Linked DNA regions of Mus musculus: region 2 is linked to region 1. The links are chromatin contacts, called in public HiChIP or PLAC-seq maps. All regions are on one chromosome and are shown on one strand. Each heading gives the region's core, a stretch centred on a gene start, on an enhancer-like site or on the middle of the called end of the contact. The rest is flanking DNA. Distances are from core to core; before and after follow the strand shown. Region 1 holds the start of Slc39a1 (solute carrier family 39 (zinc transporter), member 1). Region 2 overlaps Ints3 (integrator complex subunit 3).

Evidence for each region. HiChIP or PLAC-seq counts read pairs in DNA pulled down with a chosen protein or histone mark.
Region 2: a contact with region 1 is called in an H3K27ac HiChIP or PLAC-seq map of microglia, with 5 times the contacts expected there. The contact joins the enhancer-like site here to the promoter of Slc39a1 in region 1. A contact is called at or near these places in 9 of 39 promoter capture datasets (the 3T3-L1 cell line, the C10 cell line, cranial neural crest and 6 more), 8 of 115 datasets of contacts at active chromatin or transcription factors (the 230-238 cell line, bone marrow-derived macrophages, embryonic stem cells and 4 more) and 3 of 9 other capture datasets (adipose tissue, liver and pancreatic islet).

What each region holds. Positions count from the first base shown.
Region 1 is chr3:90,244,207-90,251,679 of GRCm38.p6, forward strand. It overlaps Slc39a1 (solute carrier family 39 (zinc transporter), member 1), which reads left to right and starts at 3,986. Exons shown (of 4, transcript NM_013901.2): 1 at 3,986-4,053; 2 at 4,740-4,957; 3 at 5,120-5,250. The coding sequence starts at 4,771. It also overlaps a transcript of Creb3l4 not described here.
Region 2 is chr3:90,412,244-90,419,212 of GRCm38.p6, forward strand. Ints3 (integrator complex subunit 3) reads right to left here. Exons shown (of 30, transcript NM_145540.3): 4 at 3,250-3,363; 5 at 2,915-2,999; 6 at 1,287-1,353. Among named protein-coding and RNA genes, the nearest start is that of Ints3, 18 kb to the right of the region's middle. Within about 2 kb of position 2,143, at least 9 of the 459 cell types and tissues checked have an H3K27ac peak or open chromatin away from gene starts, as enhancers often do.

The DNA of each region.
Region 1 (7,473 bases), core at 2,736-5,235:
GCTACATAAGATCCTGTTTCAATTAATCCCAGCATTCAAGAGGCAGAGGCAGACTGCTCTGGCCTCAAGGTCTACAAAGTGAGTTCCAGGACAGCCAAGGGTACACAGAGAAACCCTGTCTTGAAAAAAAAAACCAAAAACCAAAACAACAAAACCACAAACAAAAAAACCCAAAAGTACCAATTATCTATTCAGTGATGTGTCCAATAAGTTCTATTTTTCTTACCTCACACTTACAGCTGCCTTCTTGTCAGAAAGTATCAGATGGTGGAACAATATTAAAGGAGAGTTGGAGGAGAGCTGATGAAAATGAGGCTTTAATTTTGAGCTGTTTGCTTGTTCATTTTTTTTTAAAGCAGGATTTCATTGTTTATTCTGGCTTGTTCATTAGTTTTGTTTTTTTGAGGCAAGGTATCACTGTGTGTTCCTAACTTGTTTGTCTGTTGTTGTTTGGGTTGGTTGAGGCAGGGTCTCACTGGAGTTGTGAGATCATTATAATTTCCTTTTCCTTCCTCCTTTCTCTTTTCTTTTAGTGTAAGGGCAGACACTCACAGGCAGTAGAGGGGAGATGGCTCACGTGCCACTCACTGATCACCATGGAGGCCAGAGGACAGCTCTCAGATGTCAATCTTCTCTTTTAACCATGTGGATACTGGGTATTGTGAAGTTAGGTGGCTTAACCACTGAGCTAACCTGGCATCTTTTCTATTTGTTTATTTGGTTCTTTTGAGACGAGATTTTACTCTTGTTACCAAGGCTGGCTTCATTGTGGAAATTCTCCTGCTTCAGCCTCCCAAGAGCTGGAATGAGTGATGACACCTGTTTGAAAAAATTGTTTTCATCAGCATTGTTCTGTCTTGTGATGTACAACAAACAGCTCTACGGCTCAAAGAGCATGGAGTATTTTGTCAGTTTTAATAAAGAATCAGATGCTCATGACAAAAAAATAGTGATTCTAAGATTCAGGGTTTGTTTTGCCTTGAGCTAGTGTCATCAGAGTTATGCACTTCAAGAAAAACAGTGAAGCCGGGCGTGGTGGCGCACGCCTTTAATCCCAGCACTTAGGCAGAGGCTGGCAGATTTCTGAGTTGGAGGCCAGCCTGGTCTACAAAGTGAGTTCCAGGGCAGCCAGGACTATACAGAGAAACCCTGTCTCGAAAAAAACTAAAAAGAAAAAGAAAAAAAAAAAAAAAGAATATTTGACTAAGCCACTGGTACAAACTGGAAGGGAGCTAGTGTGTGCTGACAGCTGAGCAACAACTATTATATATAAGCACTTTCACTTTCTCATATTGCTCTCATAGCAATACAGCTTAGCTTCTTTGTTTGTTTTTGTTTTGTTTTGCTTTGGTTTTTCAAGACAGAGAACGTTACAGGCCAGCCAAGACTATACAGAGAAACCCTGTTTGGGAGTACAGGGGGATAAAGAAAAAAAGTAAGAAAAAAAAAAAAAGGTGGCAGGTGGTGCAGGGAGGGGGGAGGATAAAGAAAAAAAGAAGAAAGAAAAAAAGAAAGAAAGGTGGTTAAATGCACTTCAAGAGGCCGAGGCTTCCAGACAGGCTGCTACATGCAGAGATGATTCAGTGGGAAATAAACCAGGCTTCTGTTCCTGCTAGGACTGGATGGAACTTCTGTCTTCATCTCACTTAACATCCCTCTTTTCCCTAAAGGATCAAGTTTTGCAGAGGAAAAAATAACTTCCTTAGTCAGATGAAGGTCAAGTTCAACAGATCTGTTTAACATGGAGACGAGAGTCAATAATGATGGATGCAGTTTACAGTTCAACGTCACTGAGATGATACTCTTCTGTTGGAGAATCTCCTACTCTCAAGAATTCTGCCCAACATTTTTTCTTTCTTTCTTTCTTTCTTTCTTTCTTTCTTTCTTTCTTTCTTTCTTTCTTTTTCTTTCTTTCTTTCTTTCTTTTTTGGTTTTTCGAGACAGGGTTTCTCTGTGTAGCCCTGGCTGTCCTGGAACTCACTCTGTAGACCAGGCTAGCCTCAAATTCAGAGCCTCTGCCTCCCAAATGCTGGGATTAAAGGCGTGTGCCACCACGCCCAGTTTACAGACTGATTTGATTGCTGAGAATCAAACTTGCATTCTCTGGAAGAACAGCAAACGCTCTCAAATGTTTAGCTGGTCTCTTTCCAGTCCCCTATTCAACTTTTAAAAGATTTGTTTTAAATTATGTGTACTTTTATGTGTGGGTATGTACACAGGCAGGAGGAAGCCATATTTATTTGGTCCCCATGGAACTAAAGTTAGAAGCAGTATGAGCTGCCTGACATGTGTGCTGGTCCTGGGACAAAGTGCTGCAAACAGCACTGTCTGCTCCTAATTGTTGAGCCAGAACTGGCCTCAAATTCATAAAGATCCTTGAACTCAGCAAATGTTAATTTATTTTTATTTGTGTGTGTTTGGTGCTACTGGACACATATTTGGAAGCCAGAGAATAACTTGTGGAAGTTGGATCTCTCTTTCTACCTCCTGGTGTGAGTTCTAAGACAAAAAGAAATAGATAAGCAGTGACCTGGTTACAGCTGCCGCTGAACGCCAGATCTGCCAACAGCAGGGACCAACGCTGAGCCCTAGATACTGCACCATTCCTTGAGGTGACCAGCCAGCAACCTGGTGGCAGGTTGACGACACTGGACACTTCCTCCATGGAAAGGACAATGTTTTGTTCTTATTGGAGAAAACACTGGATTTGCTTTTCCTGATTCTGCCAAAAACCACCATCCGTGGCTCCGGCCAATCCTGCTTCAGCCTCCCAAGTGCTGAGGTTACATGCCCATGTTTAGAAATCAAATAAGCCACAGGAGTCTAGGAAAAATCGTTTTTTGTTTTGTTTTTTAATTTTTTAAATTTATTTTTGGGCCCCCAATGGAAGAGCTAGATAAAGTACCCAAGGAGTTAAAGGGATCTGCAACCCTATAGGTAGAACAACATTATGAACTAACCAGTACCCCGGAGCTCTTGACTCTAGCTGCATATGTATCAAAAGATGGCCTAGTCGGCCATCACTGGAAAGAGAGGCCCATTGGACTTGCAAACTTTATATGCCCCAGTACAGGGGAACGCCAGGGCCAAAAAGTGGGAGTGGGTGGGTAGGGGAGTGGGTGGGAGGGTCTGGGGAACTTTTGGGATAGCATTGGAAATGTAAATGAGGAAAATACCTAATAAAAAGTTAAAAAAATTATTTTAAAAAATTAGGTATTTTCTTCATTTACATTTCCAATGCTATCCCAAAAGTCCCCCAGACCCCCCACCTTGTTTTGTTTTTTTAATCATAAGTTAATTTGTAGAAAGGATGGCTTTTATTTCATGCATCCATTCTTCCTACTTTTTTTTTTATAAAACTTTTTTTTTCCTTAGACAGGGTTTCTCTTTGTAGCTTTGGCTGTCCTCAAACACTGTCACTCTGTAGACTAAGCTGGCCTCAAGATCCACCTGCCTCTGCCTCCAGAGTGTTGGGAGTAAAGGTGTGAGCCACCACAGCCCTCTCATCGTCTTTTCTGTAGAGACTGGCTAGGCAAGCCAGGCAAGGAAATTTGTCCCAAAAAGGGAATGATTACCCTTTGGCCCAGTTAGGCACTAAAAGAGCCTGAGCTGTTAAGTGTCTGGGGCCAAGGCCAGACAGATACCCTGAGAAATGTAGGAAGAAATACTTGGAGTAAGGATAGAGAACCGGCCTTGCTCGCAGAGTTCCTAGCTCCCACTTCTATCAAACTCTTTCTGACTGGCTGGCCCCAGCGGCCTGCTAGTCCATGGCAGCTCAGGGGGCCCACCGCCCTCGGGTCTTCCCGCTAGTCCCCTCCCGGTTCTGGCTTCGTCTCAGCTCGCCGCCAGCCTAGCTTTCTCTAGTTTTCAGACTCTAATTGCTCGCAGCGCACGTCACTCTAGGCTAGGCTCCTCCCACTGAGCTCAGTCATTGGCAGCCTCGTGCGGGTACGCGGAGGCGGCGGGGGGGAGGGGAGAGGGGTGGGGAGGGGGTGGGAATTCCCGACGCGAGGCCGGAACCGAGCGACAGCAATGGAGTGAGACCCTCGGGAGGTGAGTGAGGCCTCGCTGGTCGCAGGGTCAAAGGCAGCTTCTGAGGCCTCCCAGGCTAGGAGCTGGGGTCTCCGTGTTAACATTTCCTCTGCTTCCTGCGACGCTGGCGGCCTCCGACCTGGTCTCCGAGACTTCCAGACGCCGCCCAGTGCGGGCAAAGCTCGTCCCAAGCCCCTCTTTGGCTATATGCCGAGACTACCTGTTATTTCCGGGAAATGGCCCTGGGGAGTGGGTAGTTAAGAGAGTCAGCCAGCCCCGAAGTTCCCCTGTTTCAAATCATCGGTGAAGCCATCCGGGACTTCTCTTCAGCTCCAACCTCCCTTTGCTACATGCACTTAGCAGACTGAGAGAGTGGTCTGCCTTCCTTAGGGAACCCCAGCTCCAGGTGCAGGTCCTACCTGGAGTCTGCACCTCATTTTCTGCGTGCTCCAGGTGAAAGAGTAATGTGAGATCTATATTGGCCTTCGCGTGCCTCAGTTTCCTCCTTGATGGTTCGCTGAACTTGGGGAGAGAAATTCGAAGGAGGAAATGCAATCCTGATGTTGGCGTGGATGAGTCACTTCAGCTGGGAAAGGCCAGAAAGTGGCTGGGCTGAGGGGAAGTGCATTCCGCTGACCAGCCTTCCCTTTTCCGTGACCCCTTCTTTCCTGTGACCATTCCCACCCATGCTAGTTTTCTCTGTATAGGTCCAAGAGTCACCGAGTTATCACAGCCACCATGGGGCCCTGGGGGGAGCCAGAGCTCCTGGTGTGGCGCCCAGAAGCAGTCGCATCGGAGCCCTCGGTGCCAGTAGGGCTGGAAGTGAAGCTGGGGGCCCTGGTGCTGCTGCTGCTGCTGACACTCATCTGCAGCCTGGTACCTGTCTGTGTGCTTCGAAGGTCAGGTGCTAACCATGAAGCTTCAGGTGAGTCTTTTCTGCTTCGGAGGTTGGGCGAGGTGACTGGGGTGGGGGGGGGGGCGGCGGGGGGGGGGAGCAGGAGTGGTCATGGCTTCTGTTGGGGTAGAAGGACTTTGAAGAGATTCATTTGGTTATATATAACCCCTTTTGTACTTCACTCTTGTTTAGCCTCGGGCCAGAAAGCCCTGAGCCTCGTCAGCTGCTTCGCAGGAGGAGTCTTTTTGGCTACATGTCTTCTGGACCTGCTGCCTGACTACCTGGCTGCCATAGATGAGGCCTTGGAGGCCCTGCATGTGACGGTAAGCATTGACTTCAACATGTGACCAAGAGTATATTATAGAACAGCTAATAGAAAACAGAGCTATAACCTGGGCGGTGGTGGCACACCACCTGTGAGTTGGAAGCCAGCAAGTTCCAGGACAACCAGGGCTACACAGAGAAACCCTGACTGGAAAAACCAAAAAAGAAAAAGACAAACATGGTTATATAGATCTCTTCAGGGGTCACCTCAGGGCTGCGGAAGGCCTTGGTATGTGAGTCTGTGAATTATGGATTTCAGCAACAGGATATTCTTACTGTGCATTCTTTCCCTGATACTAAACTCTGTGTGACCTCTCTATATTCCTTGATATAATGTGAGCAGCCTCATCAGGTGTGTGAACTACTCTGGGTTGCAATTCCCAGGAAGTTAACAATGTTCCAAGAATCACATTTCATACACTTATTTGCTTGTCCCTCCTTCATTCTCTGTCTCCTTCCCTCCTCTTTTTCTTTTTTTTTGGTTTTTCGAGACAGGGTTTCTCTGTGTAGCCCTGGCTGTCCTGGAACTCACTTTGTAGACCAGGCTGGCCTCGAACTCAGAAATCCGCCTGCCTCTGCCTCCCGAGTGCTGGGATTAAAGGCGTGAGCCACCACGCCCGGCTTCTCCTTTTCTTTTTTGAGACAGGTTCTCACTGTGTAGGCCTGGCACTTGTTTTGTAGACCTGCCTCAACTTTGCAGTGATCTTCTTGCCTCTGCCTCCCAGATGCTGAATTACAGGGTTGTGCTACCTCACCCCACATTCTCTTTCTTATTTTTCTTTCTAAATTTTATTTATTTATTTATTTTTGGTTTTTTGAGACAGGGTTTCTCTGTGTAGCCCTGGCTGTCCTGGAACTCACTCTGTAGACAAGGCTGGCCTCAAACTCAGAAATCTGCCTGCCTCTGCCTCTCAAGTGCTGGGATTAAAGGCGTGAGCCACCACTGCCCAGCCCTCCTTGTTTTTCTTATTTGCACATATTATACATAGTAATGGGCTTTATTATTACATTTTCATACACACATAAAGTATTCTAACTATATTCACTCCTATTAGATTTCTTGTTTCCCTCCCACTGATCATCCTCTTCTGATCTCTCTTTTGAGTGTGAGTGGGGTGTGTGTGTGTGTGTGTGTGTGTGTGTGTGTGTGTGTGTGTGAGACGAGTGCTTGACTCCATGAGTTTAATTAGGGTCACTTACATGAACACGAGCGAGGGCGCCTTTTTTCCAGTAGGGTCTATCTACGTAATGTAGACTGCGCTAAGCTCTTGGTTCTCCCTCTTCAATTTCCTGGGTTACAGGTATTCACCAGCGAGCTGGAGACAGATCACTGCAGATCTGGCAGCATAGGAAGCAATTCCCCGGGGCCAGATGTTCTCAAGAAAGTGGGATGTGGGGTTCAAGGCAAGGAAGTCTGATACAGAGTTGGAAGCAGTGCAGTCCCAGCACTTGCAAGGCTGGGGCAGAATGATCACAAGGAGTTGGAGGCCAGCTTGAACTATGAAGTGTTTTTCTTGGCTAGTCTGGGCTTCACAGCGAGACTGTCTCAACCCCTGCCTGCCTCCCAAACAGCAACATTCCAAAGAACTCAGCTTAGGAAAACCTGAGACGGTTGTTCAGCGAAGTCATCTTTTTTCCCTTGTGACTGAGGAAGTAGTAATGGGTCGTGACCCCTGTATACCTGTGACTGAGCGACCTTTGTCTTCATATGACTGTGAATGTCCCTGTGACATGTAGCTTTGTATGTGAACATTTGTGGCAGGCCCAGATGTGCCCCTTTGTATGCTTACATGTAACAACACTGTGTGCATATACATCCATGATTCAGCTTCGGGAAGTCTTGACCCTTAGGAAGGACTGACTGGGTAATGTGTGGAGACATTCTTGGTGGTCACAGCTTAGTGTTGGTGATACTGTGTTTGTGACTCACATCTGATGGGTAGAAGCCAGAGATGCTGCTTACTTACAGTATGCATGACAGTGATGGCAGAGATATTTACCCCAAAATATTATTAGTGCCAAAGTTGGTCTGCATGTAATACTTTGGATACCATTAGCTGTTCCATTAAGTGTTGTTCTGTGGTTGTGCCGCCAACGGACTTCATCATGGTGTGACCACAGGGGGCTTGTCTGTGTGGGACGTCAGATGTGTATAACAGAGCCTCTACCAGGCTTTGCATCTGATTTCTTCTGATTTCCTGAACTCTTGTTGCCACCTCTGT
Region 2 (6,969 bases), core at 893-3,392, 170 kb after region 1:
TGTGAGCTGTTTTTTGAAACGAGAGTCTTGCTATATAGCCCAGACTAGACTTGAATTCAGAGTAATTCCCCTGCCTCAGCCTCCCAAATGCTAGGATTATATGCATGCACTACTAGGCCCAGTACTGTCCTTTTGTTTTCACAAAATGGAAATGCTAGCCAAGGACATGCACTTCCTTTTACCCCACATCCCTGAAATACTGGGAGAGGTTAGGAAAACAGGGTGGTAAGCAGAACACAGGCTTCAGTGCCAAGGTGTTCCCTTTCACCCAACGTGTGAAGGCTCAGGCAGCCATGCGGCTGCTGTGTGACCCTGCATGGGAAATTCAGCTACAACAGAATCTGACACGAGGGACATTATGAGAAAAATCACTTTGGAGGAAGGTCACTAGCAGAGGCACAAATGTGCCATGAGGATGGCACAATGAAGAGGAGAAGCAGATGAAAGGGAGAGCCTCTCACCAAAGACAGCAGAGAAACACAGAGACCAAGAGAAAGAAGCAGAGGCCAAGTAAGAAACTCCTAGGAAGTCCCACTGCTAGTGTGATGACCAGCCCCAGGGCAGCTGCATAACTGGATCCAGGCCACGAGGTGGCACTACAGAGCAGGGCTGGGCAGAACATAGCTCTCGATTATGAAGAAACCATCCTTTTAATCTGAAATGAATATGAATTTTAGGCCTCTCAGTCATTTGGCTACTTGTTGTCTTTACTCAGAAAGAGTCACTAAAAGAAGTGATGCAGAAACTGGGACCCTATTAGCATCAAGGGGAAGCCACAAGCAAATTTACATACTAGAAGGGCCCTCACACAGCCCTTCACTTTGTTGGAGAACAGGAGCCAGAAGTTCAAATGTGGCCCCATGTCACTTTATAGCAGGATTCTCTGCTCCCTAGTCACCTACATTGGCCCTGTGACATTCCAAAAAAGAGCATGTGCTGGCCTGAGGCTGGGAGGGAGGAGCGTATGGTACCTGCCAGGCTCGTGTGGTTGGCTGGCCCCTCTGCTGAGCTCATTTCCCTCTCAGTCCCCCCAAACATAAACATTCCAAGGAGGTCTGGGTCAAAAATAAACCCTTATCAGATGAGACCAGATTTTCTGGGCTCTGAGATATTTTAGCAAGCGCCTTCTTTCCCATTCCTCCATCTTTTGACCTTAGTTCTCCATCTGCCACCATCAGGCCTGCCACACCTTCCCCTGGCCTCAGAGTGCTCTGAGCCACCAGCCTTTCTTTCCCATGTCCCATACTCACACCCCTCACAGCCCCACCCTTCATGGGAGACTCTACCTCTGCTCCGTCAGGATATCCAGGACACTTTCTGCCAACCAGATATTTTTGGCTGTAACATCGCCACCTGATTTCAAGGGGTGGGAGGGGGAAGAATCAGAATACAGTAGCTCTAATTAGCAACTCAGCTAATCGAATAAATCTCTTCAGTCATCCCGATGGTCCACTCTCCCACCACTATTGCCCTGAATGCTAGAATAAACCGTTCTCTCTTTTAGGATGTAAACATTTTCCCTTTGCCTTGAGAGAGAAAGAATGTTCTAGAACTGCTGCCCTCCCCCCCAAACCAGAGAGGATGATATTGTTCTATCCACCAGAACTGCAGAGGTAATGCTTTGTCCTTGAAAAGTGATGACTGAGAAAAACAGACCTTAGACGCCCCAGCTGAAAAGGCGGTATCTGAACCAGGGCCTAAAAGATGCAGGCAGCTGAGAGCAGCTGCAGTCTACTGTCTGAGAGTCAGGGTGGGATTCAGCATTCTGACAGGCTAAGGGATATCTATACACCAGCCTTTGGATCTTGCCACTGAAATCCCTGGAGCAGAATTAAAATGCAGTGTTGCCAGATAAAAATATTGGAATGAGAAATGGGGCTGAGAGTGTCAAACAGTTAAGAAAGTGCCAAGAAAGAATAAAAATAAATACTCAGCACACCAAGGCTACACATTGCTCTGGATCTCAGTGAAAAACAAGGTTAGTGTTCACCTAGTTGCATCACAAAGATTAGGGCCATACATGTGACGCAGTGACATCAGTGTAAAGAGAAAATCCTGAAGAAAATGCACAGCACAGCCAGGTGCCAAGGCAGGTAAGAAGCTGTCGCAGGAGGACTGTGGGTGTAAGGCCAGCATGGGCTACATAGCAGGACTTGTTTTATTTAAAAAGAAAAGGGGGGTGGGGGGGAGGGAGGAGCTGGACACGGCATACTCCAGAGGTGGAGTGCTTGCCCAAACTCACGAGAACTTAGGTACAGTTCTTATCGCCACAGGAAACAGAACCCAGACGCTGATGGTGAAGCAGAGCCACAGAGTTGGCCTCATTTTTATCTATTATTATTAATACTTTGCTTTGTTTCTTGTTTTAATCAGGAAAACAAAATGCAAACAATCTCAAAGCAGGAGAGGTGGCCTGAGCAGACTTTTCTCATATTCAGTATTTCAGAAAGATGTCACGGATTCGAAGATTAGAAAAACCCTAAATGTCAGGGACTATTCCGTGACACTGTCCCTCAGACTAGCTCCAAAATGCCAAAATCACTAGCGACCCAGTGTTTAGAACAGGGGCAGAGTCGGGGAAAGCAGAAAGGCAGAGAGCAAATGGCTTCACTCGATTCTCTCTGCACCCCCTTCCTGATCTAGCATGCTGCTCAACTCGAGAGAGATGAGTGGCTAACACAGACCAAACCTGGTCAGCTCTTAAGTTAGCAGGAAAGAAACCAAGGCAAGACTCACTAATCCAAAGACCCCTGTGATTTTCTGATCCATTTTCTTCTGCAACATATGTGGCCAGGAGACATCTACACTAGGGTCCAAACCGTATCACTTGAGTTCCTCACGGGTACTCAGCCCTTGCTTAGACTTATCTCTGGGCTCCTTCCCTTTCTTCTAGTGCTCTAGCTAGCAAGCTTACCTGCAATCTGCTTCATAAATGTCATGCAAACGCCATCAGCTCCCAGAACTCCACTCTTTACTAGTTCCCGAACCAACCACACCAACTAAAGGAGAGAAAAAGACATTCAGAGCAGAGATGTGAATTTGGAAAAGGAGCCAACTCAATTGTGCACAGTTTAGATGCACAGTAACAGAGCTGCCTCCCCAGCCTCTCTTTAGAAGGTTCACCTCCAGCCTACACCTCTGAGCTGTTTTCTTTTCTTGTTTGGAGCTGGAGCTTGAATCTAGGCCTTGTGTGTGCTAGGCACATGCTCTAGTGACCCTCCAGTGCCCCCTCTTTGCTTTTGGCCTCACCTGAGTACGGCAGGTATCTTGCAGCTTCAAGTACTTCTCCATAAGTAGCTGGTTGATCTTGTTCAGGACGATGTTCATACCATCACGACTCACCAGAGCCAAGTCCCGGTAACACTGTGTGGAATAAGGTTCGTGAGTAGCCAGTGAATGGAGATGTTGACCCCACAGCAACCATCCAACCCCAAAGCCTTCCTCTTACATAGAAACACGAGGATACTGAGAGGCAACAGAGAGGCAATGGAGCACTGTGTTCTCCATTCTTTCTTCTACAGGGCTCCTCCATTGCAAACCTACCCTCTTCTGCCTCTTGGATTAGGGAAAAAGGACTAAAAGATTCTCTAATAAGGCAAGAAAGTCTGCTGGGCAAAGCTCCTAGTCCTGTCCTTGTCCCCCAACCTCCCTTTTCAGGAAGTGTCATACTGTTTGATGCCACAAGCTGAGCAAACCCAGGTGGAAGCCATCTGTGTTTTATCTGCCAGTAAAAGGTCACTGAAAAATGGCTTTGGGTGAAAGTCAAAAAGAAACCCAGAGGTTTCTAGACATGCTGTAACCCAGCCAGATGCAGCAAAGGGAATATAAAGGGATCGGGGTCTGGGAGAAGGAACAGAAACAAAACTGTAGTTTCTTAGTTTGATATAGTTGTACGTGCCTATAATTCATCCCAGCATTTGGTGGTTAAAAGAGTGATCCCAGCACTCAGGAGGCAGAGCCAGATGAATCCCTGTGAAGCCAACCTGGTCTACAAAGTGAGTTCAAGGCTCGGGTTATATAGAGAAAGCTGTCTTACAACAACAGCAGCAGCAGCAACAACAATAACAAACTAAAACAAACCACAAACCTTTATTTTTATCTGTGAGTGTGTGGGTCAGAGGAAGGCTCTGTGTGGCAATGCTTTCACCCACTCATCCCCTTGCTGGCACCCAAACATGAGCTTTATTAACTAAATGACTTCTTCTGTTCTCTGAATGACCTTTGCTTTTGCCAAGTATTGACGTGTTGGGGAGTGGGGGGCTTAGCATCCTTCCCCCTGGAGATACGGAAGTGTACAAGTTTCTTCTGAGTCACTGCTTGCCTTTCCCTCAGACCTTCTTCTACCCTGCTTCTCTTCAATGAGTTCAGGCCTTAGGGAACCTCATTAGCTGCCTGGTGCACCTGCTGAGTTCTATCCTGTCATGGACTCAGCCAAAAGGGTAAAACTTAAGGAGACATCAGCTTCTTAGCTACAGAGAAACCTCTGTAATCTCAGCATTTGGGAGGTAGGAGGAAGACCAGGCATTCAAGGCCATCCTCAACTACAGAGAAAGTTTGAGAACAGTCTGAGCCACCTGAGATCCTGTCAAGAAGGTGGGGGGTGTTATAATAGTGACATAGGGTCCTGCCCCTAACCAAGAATCTATTTGCAATTGATAGCTGCTGGCAAAGGCAAAACTATCAGTGTCACTGTGTGTGCCAACCACACTCTGAGGCAGCTGCATGCTCAGGATTAGCTGGCCAACATAGAACAGACTCCATGCTTTTTTATTATGGAGGCTTCTGTTTCATTTTCTTTTGGCACGTTTTGGTCTTAGTGGGTCATTTTTATTACTTGTTTTGATTTTCATTTGTGTGTATGGGGTTTTTCATTTGTTTTGTTTGTTGTTTAGAAAGGGTCTCTACATAGTTCTGGCTGTCCTTGAACTCACTAAGCTGGCACTCATAAAGATCCACCTGCTCTGCCTCTCAAGTGATGGGATTAAAGGCATGTGCCACCATGCCCAAACATCATTCTTTTTAAAATTTTTATATTTTATTTATATGAGTACCCTGTGGCGGTCTTCAGACACTCCAAAAGAGGGTATCAGATCCCATTATAGATGGTTGTGAGCCACCAAGTGGTTGCTGGGAATTGAACTCAGGGCCTCTGAAGAGCAATCAGTGCTCTCTAACCGATGAACCATCTCTCCAGCCCCCTCTCCCTCCCCCTGCCATCATTTTTATGGTTTTGGTTTTGTTTTAGAGAGAGAACACACATAAAATTAGGTGGGTAGGGATATGGGGAGGATCTTCGCGAAGTTAGAGAAAGAAAAATACTCAAAAAAAATTTGAAGATGTTACTTATTATTTCCTGTATTTGTATAGGTGAGGAAGTAGGCTCAAGGAGTGAGGAGGGTAGGAGAAAGAAACAGGAGCATGGGGAGGGGAGGGAGCCTGCCTGGGATAACGTAAGAGACTGAAGAGAAACAGCATTAAAGTGCAGCTAATGACACTCATCTATAATCCCAGCCCAGACAGAATGAGGAGACCCTGTCACAGAACAAACAAACAAATCCAGGCTGCCTAATTCCAAAGTCCACCCAAAAGCACCTCACACAACTATGAAAACAAAATAAGAAGACAAGACTGCCAGTGATGAAGGAAAGAATTATGACATCTGAGAAATGACCCCATTATAAACTCTCTCACCCTAACATTCTAAAGCAAGGCAGCTCCTTGGCCTTGGCGGGAAGAGGGCTCTCATCACCTCCCCCTCCTGTGGTTACATCACTCATCTGATGAAAACAACAACAGAGATTCTTCACGTGCCACTTTTGGAGGCTCACACTCCAGAGAGAATTTATCCTTTGACTCTATCTAGGAGTAGATTGTTGAGAGATTAAAAACAGAAACCACAAGGGAAAAAGGACAAGGCAAGGGCCCCCAGTGAGCTTCTGCCAACATGCTGTTCTGGAGACTCCCCATAGGTAAGTCACAGAAGGTCCTAGGGATGAGGGAGGCAGAGGCAGAAAGAAAACCATGCTGAGCTAACCACACAAGAGCCTTGTCTGTTAAAATCAAAGATGAACTAGCAGAAATATAGACAGACTCAGGACAGGGAAGAGGACATATTTCTCAGGTGCTGTGAGTCCAGAAGAAGAGCAGTAACCTTGCCTAACTCCATGCTCCACCAGGAATATTTACAGATGCAACTACTCATAACACGGAGCTGGGGACCAAGAATACCACATGCCCTGTGGTAACCTCTGTGCCAGTCTGCTGACTGCTTTGGAGAGAAGCAGATGGGAGGACAAACAAAAACACAAAGAGAAACAGACGAGAGCAGAGGATCTTAAAGGAAAAGGACAGAGAGGCAGGGAGGTAGCCCTTTAGCCTGATCCTGCTGGGAATGAATGTAACACAGCAGCACTTGAGCACACAGGCTGCCTGCAAAAGGAGCCTGGACCAAAAAGGGACTAGCACTGAGTCTGGGACAATCTGAGGGAGAGATCTGTGCACTGATGTTGGCTTTTCCAGTTACCTTTTAACTGATTTCTAGAACCTGCAGGGTTTAGACCCCAGCTTAGCCTTTGATCACCAGTTCCTCAAGCAGCCCTTACTCCATATGCTTAATTCAGATAGCACATAGGAAGTGAATAAAGTCCAAGGCTATTCAGCATCCGTGAAAGAGTTGTCAGAGGAATTCTAAGGTGGATGAAGCACATGTACATGAGCCTGGTGCAGCTGTCCTCAGTTATGACAGAGAAATGGTTCACCTCCCTCAAGGACATGGGCCTGTGACTCAGTGGCACAATACATATTTACAATGTACAGCCTGTGACTTCTCAATGCCAAGGCAGGAAGAAAAGAGAGAAGACACAGCCGGATCCCCTCACGGAGGCTCACCAAGGTCCGACTTAGACATCATCTAAAACAAACTCTTTCAGAAGGCAAGCTGGTTTGCACTCAGCTAACTCAGGTGTTACT